2 separate regions of the Ovis aries genome follow, and region 2 is linked to region 1. A link is a contact called in public Hi-C data. All regions are on one chromosome and are shown on one strand. The core of a region is the stretch at or near the end of the contact, and the rest is flanking DNA. Distances in the headings are between cores, read along the strand shown. Region 1 has its middle 16 kb from the start of GTF3C6. Region 2 overlaps CDK19 (cyclin dependent kinase 19).

What was found. Hi-C and Micro-C count contacts between places; a contact is called where the count stands out from the background.
Region 2: a contact with region 1 is called in a Hi-C map of liver, with 5 times the contacts expected there. The contact joins two enhancer-like sites. A contact is called at or near these places in 7 of 16 Hi-C or Micro-C datasets (liver, muscle, omental adipose tissue and 2 more).

Annotation. Positions count from the first base shown.
Region 1 is chr8:26,709,668-26,713,448 of ARS-UI_Ramb_v3.0, forward strand. No RefSeq gene overlaps it. Among named protein-coding and RNA genes, the nearest start is that of GTF3C6, 16 kb to the left of the region's middle. Within about 2 kb of position 2,369, at least 4 of the 54 cell types and tissues checked have an H3K27ac peak or open chromatin away from gene starts, as enhancers often do. A contact at or near this core is called in liver, where this site is marked.
Region 2 is chr8:26,893,441-26,897,595 of ARS-UI_Ramb_v3.0, forward strand. All of the region lies in intron 2 of CDK19 (cyclin dependent kinase 19), which reads left to right. Among named protein-coding and RNA genes, the nearest start is that of CDK19, 100 kb to the left of the region's middle. Within about 2 kb of position 2,746, at least 2 of the 54 cell types and tissues checked have an H3K27ac peak or open chromatin away from gene starts, as enhancers often do. A contact at or near this core is called in liver, where this site is marked.

The sequences.
Region 1 (3,781 bases), core at 1,119-3,618:
AAGTGTGACTAACCAGACCAGTGGTTCTCAATTGTAGTCCCCAGACCCGTGTGGTGAGCTTTACTCAGGATTCAAATGCAGATTCTCAGACGTACCCTAGACTACTAAATCAGAAAGGCTTGGGAATGAAGCCCAACAATTAGTAGTGTAACACTCTCTCCAGGTGATTCTGATGCATACTTAACGGTGAAAATCGAGCTCGGTCAGAGTTTTCTTCCTTTTAAGAATTTGAAATGGGATCTACAGAGAGGATCAGTCTGTTGGTTGTGGGAGAGAAGCTGCAAGTTGGTCTTAGAGACTATGAGTAAGCTGGAATTATGAGTAAGCAGAGCTATAACTAGCTAAATGAGGTGGTAGGCTGGTAGTCATCGAGACAGAGGAATGGTGACACCCTCTGGTTGGGGAATACTGCATTCCTGCTGCAGCCAAGAGTGACAAGTTAACCCAGTCTCTAGGCATGCATGGAATTTGTCCAGTTTCATGTTCATTTCAGTTCCCAATGGAAGCCCAATCATACTGCTATTCTTAGGTACCCATGATATTCTTATCTCTTTTTATTGTCATGTGCATCCTTAAAATAGATGGGCTTCCCATTACTTGAGATTTCCTGAGTGAGTCTGTGCTCCTAAAACATAAAAAGCTGATACAGCTCCAAAACAGATGGAGAATAAGTTTAATAGAAATAGTCCCTTTAATAAAACTTATGCATTTATTTCTTTTCTTTCTATATGCTTAACTATTGTTATGCATATATATCCAGTGGTTAAGTATACTCACATTGTTGTGCAACCAATCTCTAGAAATTTTTCTCTCCTTATTTTTTAACTCTTTTATTTTTGGACTTGCTATGTGGCTTGCGGGATCTGAGTTCCCTGACTATGGATTGAACCCAGACCACAGCAGTGAAAGCACCGAATCCTAACCACTGGACCACCAGGGAACTCCCAGAACTTTTTCATCTTGCAAAGAATTGCTTTTTAAAGAACTAGTTTTGGGGACTTCCTGATGGTTCGGTGGCTAAGACTTCATGCTCCCAGCGCAGAGGGCCCAGGTTCGACCCCTGGTCAGGGAACTAGATCCCACATGCCACAACTAAGAGTTCACATGCTACAATTAAGACCCAGCACAGCCAAGTATATAATTTCTTTTTAATAAAGAACTAATTTTTTATGAAATCTATTTTAAGGCTATCCCCTTTCCACCTGAACCACTTCCTAACTTAACCATCGAGTCTGATGCTCAGGGTCATATTGGCAATTTTGGGGTTTGTTTGTTTTTACTTCTCTTATTGGCCTCTTTATTCAGGCAATCACTCAAAAAAATACTATTACTTTTAGTACTTTCAGCAGGAATATCTCTTGATCGCTCCTCATTTCCCTCAGCTACTGCCTTAATCCAGATCTAAATTTCCCACATTCATTTTCAACATCTTCTGTGTATGATGTATTTATCTTTTCTGTTTCTAATTATGTGCTTCACATTTTTCATATTGATCTTCAAATAATAACAGTTATGAAATTCAAATAGAGTTCTAAACATTAAAGATTCTATCAACTGTTGGTAAATAGGGCAGCTGCCAAATTAGCACTGCCAATACCTTAGGACTCTAATTTGCCTGGATCCTTGACCCCTCAGATTGTAAAAGACAGGTTGAATTAGAAGAGACAATCTCTAAATTGACTCCATCCATAACATTGCCTAGACCATTTATATTTTTGCTTTAGCATCTTGATGGCATTTAGTCTATTTACAGAATATTACTTATTTAAAGAGCTTGGTCTTACAGAATTAGCATTTTATTATCAATACATTTCAAAAAGGAAGTCAAAGTGCTAAGAACAAAATTACTAGGGTGTTACAAATGCTTTCAGCTGTTATAACAGTTTGGCTTGTATCAGAATGTACCATACCTTATCAAACCTCACACTCTACTTTTTCACCCACTAACATTTTTGTTCCAACCAAGCCAAACTGTTGAAACTCTATATCCTGCTTTATTTTTTTTTCGCTGTTTGCCACTGGGTCTTTGCTTCTGTCATTTGTTCTGGTAGGCTAACCTTTGCTCCTTAGTCTCTGCCTATTACTTCTCTTACTCCAGGAAATTTATCCTGACTAGCCTACTCTATATTCATTCATTCAACTCACATTTACTGAACATTTAATATGTGCCAGGCCCTCCTTCCACTTTTCTTATCAGTTTCTCTGTGCAGCTCTTAAATTAACTAAACAAAAAGGACATTAACCTGAGGTGCTTCTAATTCTGTGGCAGCCTAAGAGTAAACAATCACAGATCTAAGCCTGGTGCCAACTCAAGGTCATGAAATTGAAACCTAAGGACAACCAATCACAAACGACCAGCAAGGCTTGAAGCTATAGCCCGCCAATGAATGCCGTACTTTGCTCCGTCTTCTGTGGACAGAGCACTCCTGACGAATTCCAGTTTGGCACTGCCTAATTGGAATCGATTTTTGTTCAAATTAACTCTTAAAAATTTTAATATGCCTCATTGTATCTTTTAAGACAATTTAAAATCATATTGCTCACATCTGCTTTGTATTTGTTAGTTCGTGTGTGTGTGTGTGTATGTGTTTTCTCAAGTTGATTTTAAGTGCCTTGAGTTAATTTTTTGACTTCTTTGCACAGTGTTGTGGCATTAAGGTTGTTGAATGGATGGATGGATGAATTAAATAATGTGAAAACTTGTTTAATTCAGAGGAATTTGAAGGAAACAACTAGACTTAAAAAATCTTAACTAGATAAAAGTCACTCTGAATGCAAACAGCTTTGAGGGTTATGTTGTAGGTGATTCGACCAAGTGACCTGTCTTTATACTGGGACTCCTCTATAAACATATGCACTACTCCATAAACATTTTTTACTGAAATCACTCAGTTCTGACCCTTACTCATTCACTGTTAACTATTTCTTCTCTAAGTGACTCAGTGACTGAGACATGTTCTGTTCAGAAAATGTTTATGTATTATTAAAAGGAATTAATATGTGTTGTGTTTAGTGTTTGCTTGTATAAGGGTACATGTTCTTTCATTGCAGGGACCCAGTATTTGAAGTAATTTCACACACATAGATTTCATAATTAATACAATTCTAAATTTATAGTGGATACTTAATACATGTTTTTGGAGTGGATGAATGAATCGCAAAAAAAAAAAAAAAAAGTTTTATCCTTTGGAAAAAAAGTCTTCTTTTCCTAAGTCTGTGTTTCTCAGTATGATACTGGACCACATATTTTAAAATCACTTGGGATTCTTGTTAAAAATAGAAATTCTTGGGATTTCCCTGGTAGTCCAGTGGCTAAGATTCTGTACTCCCAATGCATGGGGCCCGTGTTTGAGCCCTGCTCAGGGACCTAGACCCCGCATGCTGCAGTGAAGATCAAAGATCCCAGTGCAGCCAAAGAAACAAATAAATGAATAACTTTAAAAATAGAAATTCTTCAGCCACAGACCTAACAGAATCTTGTAGGGGTGAGGTTGGGTGGGTAGATGGAACGACCAGAAGTACACACTTTGAACAGGTGCCTCACATAATTCTGATGCTCCCATAAGTCTGAGCACCATTGCCCTAAGTATTGGGGTGGCCAAAAAGTTCATTTGGATTTTTCTGTTAAAGATGTTACTGAAAAACCAAAATAAACTTTTTGGTCAACCCAATAAAAGGTAGACCCATGAAGGTACCTGCTCAGTAGTCAAGAGCATAAACCTTGAAGCCAGATTGCCTGAGCTTATCACTAAACATATGTTCTATGCATACTATTTAACCT
Region 2 (4,155 bases), core at 1,496-3,995, 180 kb after region 1:
GCCAGCCAGTGAGAAAGCAGCAGAATCAGGACTGTCCAGGAGCTTCAGTGCTGATATTTTCAGGAATATTTTTAGGATAAGAGAAACTGCTGACAAAGTAGCATTATTTTGTTTGATCAGATCTTTTAAAAAAAAGTACTCACATTTAATAGATTGTGTAGATTTAGAACTGAGGTGTTCTGAACCATGGGAGTTCATGTGAGATCATGGTTTGTTTGTTTGTTTGTTTTTTTTATGTGAGTGGATCTTACCATATCACTACATTGACCCCTGAAACTATGTTAGTAGTTCCTAATTTGAGAATACCCTTCCTGAAGGATCTTTCAGCTCCTTCTTCTTCCTTCCCTAATGTCTTAGTTCTTGCCCCTCCTCACCACGTCAGCCTTACCAACAATGACTTTCACAAGGTTTTGTTGCCGTGGTTACAGGGACACCTTTAAAGAATTTGTGGGTTTACAAGTTAAGGAAGGGAAGGAAGTTGGAAAAAGATATCGGGTTTTAATAGTTGATTTTTCCATACTGACTTGTTCTTAAGGAGGCCATTCTGTTCTGTATCATAATCCGATGTTGCTTGATTTGTTTTTTTCCTACTCTTTCTAAAATATCAAATCTTCAACCAATTAGATATTCATCTGGGCTAATGTTAGCAAATAATTCTAGAAAGGGTCGTAAGTGAACATCTGAGCATTCCTTCCCTATGAATTTTTCTGTCTCCATATTTAACAAATATTGAAGTCTTACCTACTGTAACAGAGCAAAACATAAAACCACTTCTGTGAACCATTCATGCCCCTCTATACATAGCCAAGTGGTTTCTCCTCACCATTGACTATCAAGGGCAGCCTGGCTTTTACTGTTATCAGGCTTTGTTTCTACCTTTCACTTTGGTTCAAAAAGTACGGATTGCCCACCACGTGATTGGCCTTGTTCTTCTCCTTGCAGTAAATGACATAAGACAAGCATGGTATCTATCCTCATGGAATTTATAGTTTCAGTGGAGAAAACTGTTCCTTTGAAGCTTCCTGAATACCTCTGATAGGGGTTGACAGATCAATAGACATTTCTCCCAACAGTTGAAATCATGATCTGTTTTCCCTTCTCAGAGAAAGGAAGTTGTTCTTGGGTTTTATAACCGTACATATTCTCTCCTGGAAGAAGGCAGCTTCTACTTCTTGAGCACATATTTTGAGTCTTTGTGTCATCCTCTTTCTCTTAAATACCTCTTTTGCAGTTCCTTAAATTTTTTTCTTTTTTTTCTCCCCTCAAAATAGCTCTCTGCTAATCAACCTTCTCATCTTTTCATGAAAACATTTCCTAGCAGTTTCACCTCTATGCTGATAATGCCCAGTTTTTTGTTTTTTGTTTTGCTTCCAACTGAGCACTCTCTCCTGACTTCCAGATTCATATCCAAGACCACCATCAATATGCCCTATGGACATCTCAGATTCATTAGGTCTGATTCTACAGTCAACTTTTTTTTTCCACCTCAAAGTTCTAATGCTTTTTCTTAAATTTGTGCTATTTACCTATTCAGTGGCTTGTAGCATCAGGGATCATTTGCCTTTACCCTGTCAGTCCCTAAATCCTGCTGATTATCTGTCCTGCCTTCTTTCTATCCATCGCCTTCTTTCTATCCATCGCCTCCTTTCTATCCTTATTGCTGTTACCAATGTCAGGTACTATCCTCCATCCTTCTTTCTTTTAGATCTGTTGGCCTGATCACTTCCAGTGTCAGCCTTGGCCGTGCTGCCACACTTCTGGGGCACAGGTAAATTACCTAAATTTATTCAGTCATGGAACCTATGCCCTGGACAACTTTTGACTTGTAGATTATATGAGAACTAAAAATGTATCTAAAAGGAATTACTGATATTGACTATACGCATATATGGAATGACCATACCTTTATCAAGTAATGTATCTATCTATAAAAATGTTAATCTGAAAAAATTAGGACATGTGTAAAAATATAAGTAATACAAGAGGTCATTCGTTAAATCCCAAATGAGTGGTACATATAGCTGCCATAGGAATTTGGAAGAGCATGAGATTTTTAATAATAAAGTCCTCAATGAATGGGAAGGAACAAAGGAAGTAGAAAACTGGCAAGGGTAGTGGAGGATGGGGGGTGGATAAAAGGGAGAAAAAGATAATGGAAGGTAAGTAGTAAATTGAAGTTAGTAAAATTAAAAAGCAAGCTTTTTGTGGATGCTCTGGCTGCACAAAATACCTGATGTGGTTGCCATGTCAGTGAAAACAGTCTTTTTTTAAAATTTAATTTTTATTTTACATTGGCGTAGAGTTGATTTACAGTTTGTGTTAGTTTCAAGTGTATAGCAAGGTGATTCAGTTATATGTATATGTGTATCCATTCTTTTTCAGATTCTTTTCCCATTTAGGTTATTACAGAATATTGAGTAGAGTTCCCTGTGCTATGCAGTAGGTTCTTGTTGATTATCTGTTTTGTTTATAGTACTGTGTGTGTGTTAATCCCAAACTCCTAATTTATCTTCCCCTGTACCTTTCCCCTTTAGTAACCATAAGTGAAAACACAGGCTTTTGATTTCATTCCCCTGCAGTCCTTTAATTTTACTTAATTAGGTACTGGACTATGTTCCTAGTCCTGGCTAGTCATTTTGTAGTTATCTGCCCTTATCAAACAGGCGATTGGGCAATAGATTGCAACCAGAACAAACACATCCTTTGACACCAAAAAAACACGAAATACATGCCCTCATGATTATTGTACATGTTGTGCTTGCATCTCAGCTGCTTGATCCCTTGTCATCATTGTACAGTTCTCAGATAGCCTAGCATTTTAAAAAGTCTTAACTTTGTATCTACTTTTGTGAAATGTCTATTCAAATTCTGTACCCACTGTTGAAGGGTTTTTCTTTTTTTCTTAATGATTTTTCATAAGCTCTTTAAATCAAGCAAATTAGTCGCCTAATGGGTTACAATTTGGTGATATTTTCCAAGTTTGTTGGTAGCCTTTGTTTAGAATATGTTTTCTGTACGAGATAGTTTTATAGTCAGATTAATCCACCTTTTCCCCGTGGATTTTATTTAAAAGGAGCTTTTCCTAAAGTGGATGTTTAAGTTTATTGAAGAGTGTGATCAGAACTTATGTTGGAGAAGAACATTTCAAAGAGGACAGTCTAGAAATTTTGACATTTTATATGTTCACTGCAAGCACCCTTGAGTAGACATTAAATTTCAAATCTCCAAAATCATTCCAAGAAAACTTACTTTAGGATTAATTTGTCCTTTTTGCATATGTGCTAAACACAAAATTATGGAAAATGATAATATTGTGAACTATTTTAACTATTATAGTGATTTCTGGTTTTTTCCTAATCATTGTTTAACATATTTTCTTAAAAACCACGTCAGTCACTCTTTTAAAAAATTAAAAAATTAAAGTCAATGAAAGTCTATTTCAAAAGAAATAGAATTTATTGATTAAATCAAATAGACCTTTAATATAAAAGAAATAATTCATGTCATTGTGGAAACTCATCCCCCTCAGTGTTTTCTCATAATACATGTACAGATTTCTTAGCAGAGTAGGAAGGAAGTAGTGTTTCCATTTAATGGAAACAATGTAGGGGACGTTTCCTGAGTTATATTTTGCTCAGACTGTTTAGTAGCTTTCCTTATTACTGTTGTTAAAATTCCTGTGAGATCTTCAGGAACTATAAATGGTTAATTTATTTGAGCCTTGACTTCACGGCTTTTATCTTCTCTAGAAGCACGGTGATATGAAATACGTTGAATTATTGGTACTGGTAATTTAGCCATTAATACTTAATCAAACCCATACCTATAAATTGTGTTTATAGGTATGATAAACACATACCTATATGTGTTTAGGTATGTATTTATCTTTATAGAAAGTTCTGGGGTAGGTTGTCTGACCATTGATAATGCCTGTCATTGTGAGAAGTGGAATATTTAACATGCGTTATTAGATAAGTTACTTCAGAAAGCAAAAGTCCTTCCTTCTCCCTACACATCCTCAGTCAGCACCATCTAGGACCTGTGGGTGGGAGAGGAAGAGATGAATGCCAGGGCTACTTGGTTGCCTGGTTTTACTAAAGAAAGTGGAAACTGTACATTTTTAGAAATGTAAGTTATAAAAATATGAGTTAGAGG